Linked DNA regions of Mus musculus: region 1 is linked to region 2. Evidence: chromatin contacts called from public HiChIP or PLAC-seq data. All regions are on one chromosome and are shown on one strand. Each heading gives the region's core, a stretch centred on a gene start, on an enhancer-like site or on the middle of the called end of the contact. The rest is flanking DNA. Distances are from core to core; before and after follow the strand shown.

Region 1 (5,045 bases), core at 1,018-3,517, 660 kb before region 2:
CCACAGGAGCCAGAAGGGGGCATCAGATCTTCTGGAGCTCAGGGTATGGAGGGTGAACCTCCATGTGGATACGGAGAACTTAACCCTGGTCTTCTCCAAGAATAGCAAGTATGTGTGCTTACCTTCTGGGCCAGAGAAGAGCGCTCAGCAGGTAAAGGTTCCTGCCCCCAAACCTGCTAACCTGTGTTTGATTCCGGGAGCCCACCTGGTGAAAGCAAATAAGCACCTGTCCTCTGATCCCATGCTCACTGAGACACATGAGACACCCTAAATAAACACATAGCTTTAAAAAATGTTACTGGGTCCTGTTAAATTAAGGAATTTAAATTTGTCCTTTAAAAATTATATATAGATCAGGCTGGCCTCAAACTCAGATCTGCCTGCCTCTGCCTCCCAAGTGCTGAGACTAAAGGTGTGCATTACCACGCCCACCCCTCTAGCTTAAAATATATAATTTTTAAAATACTGGCTTACACACTATGGATTCTTTAGTTTTGCTTCAATTAGCCTAAGAGTTTGGTTTCATGTAATATTTAACAATTTACAATCTTAGATTTTTTTTTTATTTCTAGTCTTTATTAAGTCACTAATATTTCTCAGTATTGATCATTTTATTTAGAAGCAATAAAACCTTCCTTTATAAAATATGGATAGAAGACTGGAAACACATTTGCCCCTCTGGTCTTTTGACAGTCTAAAAAATCATATAATTCAGTGACGTGAACCAAGGGAAAACACAGTGTTGTTTGTTGGTATTTTGGGATACACCCTTGTGTGCCTCAGGCTGGCCTTGAACTGGCTACGTAGTTAAAGATGACCTTGAACTCCTAGCCAGCACTGGGATTGCCGAGGTGCATCAGCAAACCTGGCTTCCCTATTCCCATCTTGGGGTTCAACCCAGGGCTTGAACATAGTAGGCACACACACAACCACTGCTCTGTGCCCCAGCCTGAAATGTTACGTTAGGAGGCTGGCAGGTTTTCATTTCTCTTTAGGCTTTGAAGCTTACTTTCACACTCATTCAGAGAGTATTGGGTATCACATGGTGTGAAGACTCTCTCTCTCTCTCTCTCTCTCTCTCTCTCTCTCTCTCACACACACACACACACACACACAAACCTCAATTTCTCTCCCCCCTCCCCCCGATTTCCTAACTCTTACTTGCAGAGCCATCTTGGCTGAGGGTCTGCCTCAGGTGAGAGATGGAGTGTGTTTACCCCAAAGTGCTATGGATCTTCCTTGTCTTTAGTACCATGATGCTCGTTTTACCAAACTCTCTGCCTGTGCCGCCCACTGCTTGTCCCAGCTTCTAACAGGTGAATCTATTTCAGCTTCAAATGAATAAACATGCTCACATGGGATTTTTGCCTATTTTTATCATATTTATAAATTTGGTTTTTGGGGAGCTGGAAACGGCTCGGCGGTTAAGAGCACTGACTGCTCTTCCAGAGGTCCTGAGTTCAATTCCCAGCAACCACATAGTGACTCACAGCCATCTGTAATGGGAATCCAATGCCCTCTTCTGGTGTGTTTGAGGATAGCTACAGTGTATTTACAGTATACATAAAAATAAATAAATCTTTTTAAAATTTTTGGGTTTTGGTAGTGTTTGGATGAGAGTGTGCCCAGTAATTCAAGTTACCTAGCCTAGATATGACACAAGGGGAAAGTAACATTTTCTAAAAATTCAGTATTTCCAAGAAATTGTGGCAACACCATACTTTTCTTTAAGACTTTTGAGGCAGTTTTACTAGGTATGTTATACTGGCCTTGTGACTGTTGTTGAACCTCCAAGTGCAATCTCCCATATTCTGGGATTAGAACTGTCACCCTTTCTAATAATTCACAGTGTGTAATGATGTCTCACAGTGTCACTTTTTAGTATTTTCTATTTGCCAGAAGACTTTGGGCTCACTTAAATGTGTTTATTTAACCCCCACAACATCTCACATGAAGTAGGAATTACTACATTTCTTATTTATATTAAGCAGTGGTTCAATAGCAGTGGGCACCCACATGATTCTCTGAGATGATTGGTAAGAAAATCATTCATTTAATTTTAGCCACGATTAAAATATTTCTGTCAAATTTCCTTTCTATGCAATGCAGTGTCTTCTTGGGGCTTCCCCAGTCATCTATTAGAATAGGTTTTGCACTAAAATCTTTGTAAGGCTACAAAGCATTTCCCCAGGACAGCTATGGCCCCTCCCTGCTTTCTGAGCCACGCCTTCAAATTCATTCCAGGTGTCCTTAGCAAATGACTCCCAAGGCTCAAAGCCATTGGCCAATGCCGAGCCAGGAGCCACGTAGGGCAGAGTCACGCTGTTCCTGGGGTTAGGGGCAAAGGTTGCTGAAGCCAAGCCGGGCTGTGGTCGCAATTAGCCTGCACATCCAGATCGAAGCCTGGAAAGGTAGGGAAATCTTATTTATTCTTATTTATCCTCATTGAGGTGTGGAGAATGGTTGTGTTTGGTTAAGGCATTAAGCGTCGGTCCATCTGTTTTGGTTTTTTGTTTTAATTAAAAGTGGTGTATACGTCTATAAGTTCTTGAGAATTTTAAACACTTCTCTACTTACCTTGCCTCCTGTTCTCTAGTGATGGGTGGGCTTTTTTTTTAAAGATGTTGCTTAGTCTTACAGCTTTCCACTGCGCTTACTTAAAAAATTCTTACATTTAAGCGATACAGTATAAGCAAGGATTTGTCGATGGTGTCGCAAAAGCAGTCTTTAGAGGAGAAAATGTGATAACTAAAATAAGTTAGGAATCAGCAGTCTGATGATACGTGAAACTGGAGCCTTGGTATTTCCTCTTGGGTACTCTACTTTGAGACATTCTTTTTCAAACCGACGATAGTTTTAAGAAATGGATCTAACCACAGGCACTATGCTCTTGACTATAACTATAATACTTTTTAGGACAACTTTCCACGCTCTGTTCTAATATTAACCACAACAACCAGAAAGCAGAGTGTCTTTCTCACCTATCTACTTAAAAATGAAGCGATTTGCATAGCAGTAGAAGCTGAACATCAAGCGGAGCATCTCTCTGTCTTAGGAGCCCTCCTCCATCATGGTGGGAGATGGCTGCCATCAGTCAGTGTGGGCACAGAGCGTTAGACGCGTCTGTCTGTCAGTCCATGCGTCGTCAGCCTGTAGTGTCAGCCGGCTCTCACAGCTACTCACCTGAGCATTCTCTTGTCAGTGTCAAAGGTAAACGTGCCTGTAATGTCTGTAACTAGTTTGCTGCTTTGTTCCGAAAATGGCTCAGCATGGGTTTGTATTCTGTAACAGAATAGACTGGACATTTATTTAAGGGCTGAGAGATGGTAGTGTTGGATAAAAATATTACATCAAAAGCATTTAGTATTTGGTATTTTTATCTGATTTGTAAAGAGAATGTTACTGTGGTTATCACCGGATATTAAGGGTGTATGCGCGCTTATGTGGTGTGTGTGTGTGCGTGTGTGTGTGTATGTGTGTGTGTGTGCGTGTGTGTGTGTGTGCCACAGTGTACTGTATAGGTCTGAGGACAACTTGTGTGGAGTTGGTTCTCTCCGGCCTTTACCTGGCTGTGGGGATCCAGCCAGGTTGTCAGGGTGGCCCAGTGAGCGCTTTACTGACTAAGCCTTCTTTCCGGCACCCTTGCCCTCTTCTTAGTTTTCATCCTGAAATATCCTGCTTTTACTAGATGTGTCCAAACTGTCTTTTTTTCTTCCTGAAGCTCGCTCTCAATGGCACCTTCAATGACTGGTCTCTCGATCTGCGGATTGTGCTTTCGGGCGGAGCAACGGCCACGGTGTTAACTATTTACCTGGCCTGGGAGAATAATTACTAACCACCATCTCGATGTTTCTCAACTCCAAGCTGAGGTTCAAAGGTTCACATGAACCTTGCGGATCAGAGGTCAGACTCAAATTGCTGCAATTTGTTGCTGAATTCTGCCGATATGACAGAAATTCACAGCTATGAGGATTGCTGGATCCACTCCTGCACACAGACCAGGCGGGGCAGTTAATACTGTCATTTGTACAAGTCAGCCTTTGGCACCCAAGTTTAATAAGTAACCAGCTGGTGCCTTAGGTTTCACTGGTACAAGGTGCACGTTATAAAAAGGGTCAGATGTCACTGGGCAAAGATGAAGGCAGTGAGGAGTGGCCATCTCATGGCTACCACCCATGAACTAACTATACACAAAGATCCAGTAGTCTGTTTAGTTCATATTTCTACGGTGTAAATTTCAACATACATTCATTTTCTTGGTCTTAAAGAGATGTGTCCTTTTGTAAAAATGTTAGTAAGAAAGAGCTATCTGATTAGGGATCGTTAGCCAAGAAGTAGACTCCAAAGCTGCACGCTTCACTAATCATTTCACGGGGTCTTTGATTTCTCAAAAACTTTCCAAAATTAGATGGCTTTTTAAGAATGTAGGGGCTAAGCGGCAGTGACTCAGACCATGTGATTCCAGCCTCAGAAAACTGAGGCATGAAGATTGCTGAGTTTGGGGTCAGCCTGGGCTACTGGGTGATGCCCTGCCTTTTTTTTTTTTTTTTTTAAAGAGGAATGGGTTGTTTTGCCTTGGTCTTTTCGAGGTTACAGTGGCAATTGATTGTTGCTGTGGGCCTGTGGATAGGACACAGACCTTGGTGTATGATGGAGCCAAGCTGCTTCCCTCATAACCAAGAAGTACAAAAATCAGGCTCTAGGACCCACATCTCTGTCTAGTCACTCTTGAGCAATGACCTGAGATTTCCTGTGAGGTCCCACCTCTTACTGCCTCCCAAGCTTTTTGAAACATAGGGCTTTGGGTCCTGAGACACAGATCCTGAGAGTATATAGTAGTATTTCTTTTCTTTCTCTTTCTTTCTTTCTTTCTTTCTTTCTTTCTTTCTTTCTTTCTTTCTTTCTTTCTTTCTTTCTTTCAGTAGCACAATGGAACTCTCCCAAACTGGACTGATTAATTAATAGACCTTAGTCTCTGGTCAGCCTCTCTGTGCTGTTCCCCATCTGTCACGTGAGTAGAATTATAGTTCTTGTTTCCTGTGATT
Region 2 (5,269 bases), core at 82-2,581:
ACCTATACTTTCTCAATTAGATGCTAGATATAAAATGGGATATGGCAGCATAAAATGGTCATTTTGGAAAGGATGAAGAAATGGCCAAAGGGTACAGAAAAACCTACAAGGCTTGATTAAAAAAGAAAAAAAAAAAAAAAAAAAAAAAAAAAAAAGCACAATGCCAGGCAGTGCATCTTTAATCCCAGCACTTGGGAGGCAGAGGCAGGTGGATTTCTGAGTTCGAGGCCAGCCTGGTCTACAGAGTGAGTTCCAGGACAGCCAGGGCTACACAGAGAAACCCTGTCTCAAAAAATCAAAACCAAAACAAACAAACAAACAAACAAAACCAAACAATGCACAAAGTCAAAGTGGAATCTAATGTTCAATTACCTTTCTCCTTTCTGGCGCTTTAAGTTTCCTTTATATTCATCCCATGTACTCTTGTCTGCAAGATCACCAGATACAAAATCTTGAAGGTCTGGTCCATTATGCAAAAATTCCTTTTTCTTATCTGGCAAAGAACTTAATGCTCTAACCGTGAACGCATATCTTCCAAATATCTACAAAAAGGGTTCAGTACAACATTCACTCAGTAGACTCTGAAATAATTTAGTTTTAACCCATTATAATACCAAAGCTAAAGAAATTGATTCAGAAATTATGTAAAACGATTTAAGAGCTCAAACTACGTAGATCAGAACCTGAAAAAGACTCAAGGTGAAAGAACCGTAAGTCACGGCGGCTCAAACACGTAATGCAGCTCTCAGAGGAGGCAGAGTGAGGAGTCGTCTTTGGTCTAAGAATTTAGTTTCAGGCCAGCCTAGATTACAGAGACCCTGATGCACGCTCAGCCATGACAAATGGGGGAAAAAAGTGGGACGCAGATCAAAGTTAACCGCTAAATATAGGTTAGAAAACCTTAGTGGGTGACTTAACATGCCACGTTTTCATGTCTTCTATTCCTAAAACAGGTACTAAAATATGTTGTCAACAAGTTTGCAATAATTAAGATATGCCACAGCTGTCGGGGCTTTTAAAAAAAGGATATCTGGAACAATTTCCCTAGTTTTGAACTTAGGATAAGCAATGGCGTTCCCGCCGCTCACCCGGGACCCCAGGCTGCGAGCTGTATCCCAGCAGCGTAGAGCCATCCCCCTCTTTTAGGTCTCAGGAGTGTCAAGGGATCGAGGGAACAGCACCCCCGGCACCGGACGCGTCCAACAACTCGTCGCTTGAGTCATGACGCGATACGTCGTCGCCGACCGGCGCGACTCGACTAGCTCGGCAATCGAGTAGTTCCGCCTTAAAGCCGTCGCTCGGGTCGTGACGCGACACGCAGGGCCCTGACGGATTACAAGAACGTGATGACGAAAGACGTTCTCTCTTTGCCCCATCTACTGCGAGGTGAGGAGCTTAGGGACCGGGTGCCCCGGGAATCTGAACCCATCCTCTGTTTGGGGACCCCGGCGGCATGGAGCCGATGCCCCAAGGCTTTGTCCCGACTGTCCCCCAGCACGACGTGCGTCCTTGGGACTTGGTGGCGCGAGCTGGAAGTGGCGTTCGGGCTTTCAGGCCCATCTCGGTCGTAGCCCTTCCGCCATGGCGCACCGAGCCGGGCTTCCTTACTCTTCTCCGGGGCCCCCGGTCCAGTCCTTGTCCCGGACACACCTGGGTCCTTGTTGCCGGCTTTCGTAGCTGGCGATTCCCGTTGGGAGCGGAACGCTGCCGGGTCTCGGGTGTAGAGCGTCCCCCGCCCCAGCCGTCTCACCCGGGTGTCTGTGTTTCAGGATGAAGACCATTCTCAGCAATCAGACTGTGGACATTCCAGAGAATGGTGAGTAGATGGCTCCCCGCCGGCCGCTGACGGCTTTCCTGCATGCTCTAAACCCCGGCCTATGGTCTCACCAGTTCACTTTCTCGTTTAGTCGAAATCACTCTGAAGGGGCGCACAGTCATTGTGAAGGGCCCCAGGGGGACTCTGCGGAGGGACTTCAATCACATCAACGTGGAGCTGAGTCTTCTTGGGAAGAAGAAGAAAAGGGTAAGAACTTGTGTCTTCCGATGCTTCGGGTGCTTGCTTGTAACAAAACCCGGTAACCGATGTTAATCCCCCACCCCATGCGTGGCCGAGTGGGTTACTCGGACTCAGTTCTTTTATGAGTGAACTTGGGTGTGTGTGTGTCGTCCCTCTGGTGTCCTGTGCGTGTGACATACGGTGCATTTGTACATGGCTTTGCGTGCTAGTACTCGCCAGCTAAAAGTGCTGTGTTTTAATTCTAAAGTTGTTGTGTTTCAGCTCCGGGTTGACAAATGGTGGGGTAACAGAAAGGAACTGGCCACCGTCAGGACCATCTGCAGTCATGTTCAGAACATGATCAAGGGTGTCACGCTGGTAAGTCAGCCCTCCACTCTGCCCTTTAACCCTTTGGAAGAGGTTCCTTGGGTGTGTATAAATGTCTAGGGCCAGGATGGACTGTACTTCTACAAAGGAGGCACTTTCAGATATTGGGGGTGGGTTAGCACAGATCAGACCCAGGAATTTGCTGGGCAGGCTCCTTTACTTCTGTTTCAGGGGTTTTGTTTGTTGGTAGATACATATAGTGGAGATTGCTGGCTGGTATGTTTGGGACTCAATGGATAGAAAAGACAGCCAGAGTTATACTCTGTCTCAAAAAAACAAACAAAAAGATCTGACTTGTGCATCTCTGAAGTTACTGTTCTAGATCCTTTCTCCCAAAACAGTTAATGCTGAAGAGGTGTTGTTTTATAAACACAAGCTGTACTTTGTATACCTATTGGATCGTGTTACCCTGTTGCTCCTGGGGAGGACTGGGCCTTTTGTTTAGTCTGGAGTCACTTATTATCTGGTGGTGTCTGTAGTAACTCCACAGATGCCTAATGCCAAAAATGAGGATCTTATGCCCTCAAAGGATGAGATAGTAAAAGAAAGCTTCCTCCTGGAGCTTTGGGAAGATGTTGCAACTTGCATATGGTGGGTAGAGTGCGTGTGTTAAATTTCCACGACATGACAAAAGCACCTTAGGGCATTTAGAGCTGACTCTAAATTCAGCCTGGGGAAACTGAAGAAGAGGAATCTCAAAATCTAGGCCAGCTGAACCGAAAACTTTGAGTTTGTTCAGGATGGCTCACAGTTGCTTGTTTGATGCAGGGCTTCCGATACAAGATGCGGTCTGTGTACGCTCACTTCCCCATCAACGTCGTCATCCAGGAGAATGGCTCTTTGGTTGAAATCCGAAATTTCTTGGGTGAAAAATACATCCGCAGGGTTCGGATGAGGACAGGTGTGTGTGGGCCTTGAGGGATGATGGGAACTTGCTACAGTTCTTTGTCCTTGGGTCTGGATGGAGCCTTGGTGTTCGGGTGTGGTGAAGACTGTTGGGTGGTCCTGAGCTTGAGGTTTTCCTGAAGAGGGAGTATGCTGAAATAGTTGTAGGATGCATCAGCCTTTTGTGGGATCTGGGAGTCACATTTGTCATCTGAGATGACAGGAGGTTCAATTCCAACCCTAAAGTCTTAGAGAACTTGATTGGTTGCTTGGGGTTTTAAATGGAGTTGTATTGGTGAGATGTCTCTCCTGTTAACGCTGTTGAATACACACCTCTTTCAGGTGTGGCTTGTTCTGTCTCTCAAGCCCAGAAGGATGAGTTAATCCTTGAAGGAAATGACATTGAACTTGTTTCAAATTCAGGTGTGTATATTTGTCATAACAGACAGTAACATTTTATCTGAGCCTTGAGGTTGAATGTGTGTCTGATTTCTGTTTCCAAACTTCTGAGAAACAGGAAGAAATCCATTGTGGATCTGTTGTGTAGGTATTTGTATGCTGTGCTTTGTATCATGAGTACAAAATGGTTGTGTGTGCTCTGCTCGTAGATGTTCAAATTGGGTGGCACATGGCTGGCTTGGTTGGGAAAGTATTATTCGTTTTTATGTCTATATTGGGGTGTGTATGCCACTGCTCAGATGAGATCCAAGGACAGTGAAGGAGCCCCTCCTGTGTAGGCTTGAGGGATTGAGTTCTAGTTAGTTGGGCTTGTATGAGATGAATTTGGCTATGTACTTTTTTGTGTCCTGTGTAGCTGCCCTGATTCAGCAAGCCACAACAGTTAAAAACAAGGATATCAGGAAGTTTTTGGACGGCATCTATGTGTCTGAGAAGGGAACTGTGCAGCAGGCTGACGAGTGAGGAGGCCTCAGGTGGGTGCCCATGTCTGCAGCTGACTGCTTCGGATGAGCACAGTGTGATTAAAAAGGATTAAAAGAACTTTCTGAGCAGGAATATTGGCAGAAGATTTTACATGTGTGTTTGTTTTACAGTTCCTGGCCCCAGAAACGAGATCCTGACCACATGAACAATTTGGGCTCTTTTGGGAGAATAAAAGACTTATATATTGATTTGTGTGTCCTTGTCTTTTCTGATTACTTAATGGGTCAGCGATACTCAAGCAACAACGTTACTTGGGGTTTTTTTCCCCCGTGGAAACAATTGGCTTAAAATAGCAATGACAGGCAACTTTCCTAGTGGATGTTGAGTGAGTGTGTCACTTTGGGTAGGTCCTAGAGGTGCTTGACTTTGACCTAGGCATGATACTGACTGTTGGGTGGGCAGGTGTGTCTCAGTAGTCTTTATAGAGTTGTAATTCTAGCACAAGCAATGAACCTGTGGTATAGTATAGGATTCTAGATGTAACAGACTTGGTACTTGTGTGAATTACTTCCCTACCCACCTGGGAGTGACTTGTGAATGCTAGGCAAACACATTAGTCCCAGACCTGTAACTTGGAGAAGGAGGTCTCCTCTGATGGCCTCAGGCTCCACCTTGTCTCTACCTACTTGCTGCTTGGATCATAGGCAAGTACCACAACACCCAGATTTTTTTTTTAAGGATTATATGAGTACACTTTAGCTGTACAGATGGTTGTGAGTCTTGATTGTTGGGGATTGAATTTAGGACCTCTGCTCCTCCGGTCAACTCTGCTCACTCAGTCCCTGCTTATTCCAGCCCAAAGATGTGTAAGTATACCGTAGCTGTCTTCAGACAAGCCAGAAGGAGTCAGATCTCCGTGTGGTTGCTGGGATTTGAACTGTGGTCAGTGCTCTTGCCTGCTGAGCTATCTTGCTGTTGACCCAAACTTTAATAGGCTCGAAACAAGTATATTCCTTTATGTGTGCAATTAGTGTCTGTTGCCCTTTTGCCGGTCATGCATTTGAGACATGTCTTCCCCAGGGCTAGGGTACAGGCACTGCCCAATCTAGCTGCCTGTGT

The links. HiChIP or PLAC-seq counts read pairs in DNA pulled down with a chosen protein or histone mark.
Region 1: an HNF4G HiChIP or PLAC-seq map of pancreatic cancer cells shows a contact between it and region 2. The contact joins the enhancer-like site here to the promoter of Rpl9 in region 2. A contact is called at or near these places in 2 of 115 datasets of contacts at active chromatin or transcription factors (large pre-B cells and pancreatic cancer cells) and 1 of 9 other capture datasets (liver).

The regions. Positions count from the first base shown.
Region 1 is chr5:66,051,848-66,056,892 of GRCm38.p6, reverse strand. The region is part of intron 3 of Rbm47 (RNA binding motif protein 47); the gene reads left to right. Among named protein-coding and RNA genes, the nearest start is that of Gm40310, 44 kb to the right of the region's middle. Within about 2 kb of position 2,267, at least 36 of the 459 cell types and tissues checked have an H3K27ac peak or open chromatin away from gene starts, as enhancers often do. A contact at or near this core is called in liver and pancreatic cancer cells, where this site is marked.
Region 2 is chr5:65,387,493-65,392,761 of GRCm38.p6, reverse strand. It overlaps Rpl9 (ribosomal protein L9), which reads left to right and starts at 1,331. Exons shown (of 8, transcript NM_011292.2): 1 at 1,331-1,386; 2 at 1,770-1,816; 3 at 1,908-2,023; 4 at 2,279-2,374; 5 at 3,152-3,284; 6 at 3,611-3,691; 7 at 4,083-4,200; 8 at 4,321-4,398. The coding sequence starts at 1,771. The coding sequence ends at 4,189. Lias (lipoic acid synthetase) reads right to left here and starts at 1,265. Exons shown (of 11, transcript NM_024471.5): 1 at 1,089-1,265; 2 at 373-542. The coding sequence starts at 1,133.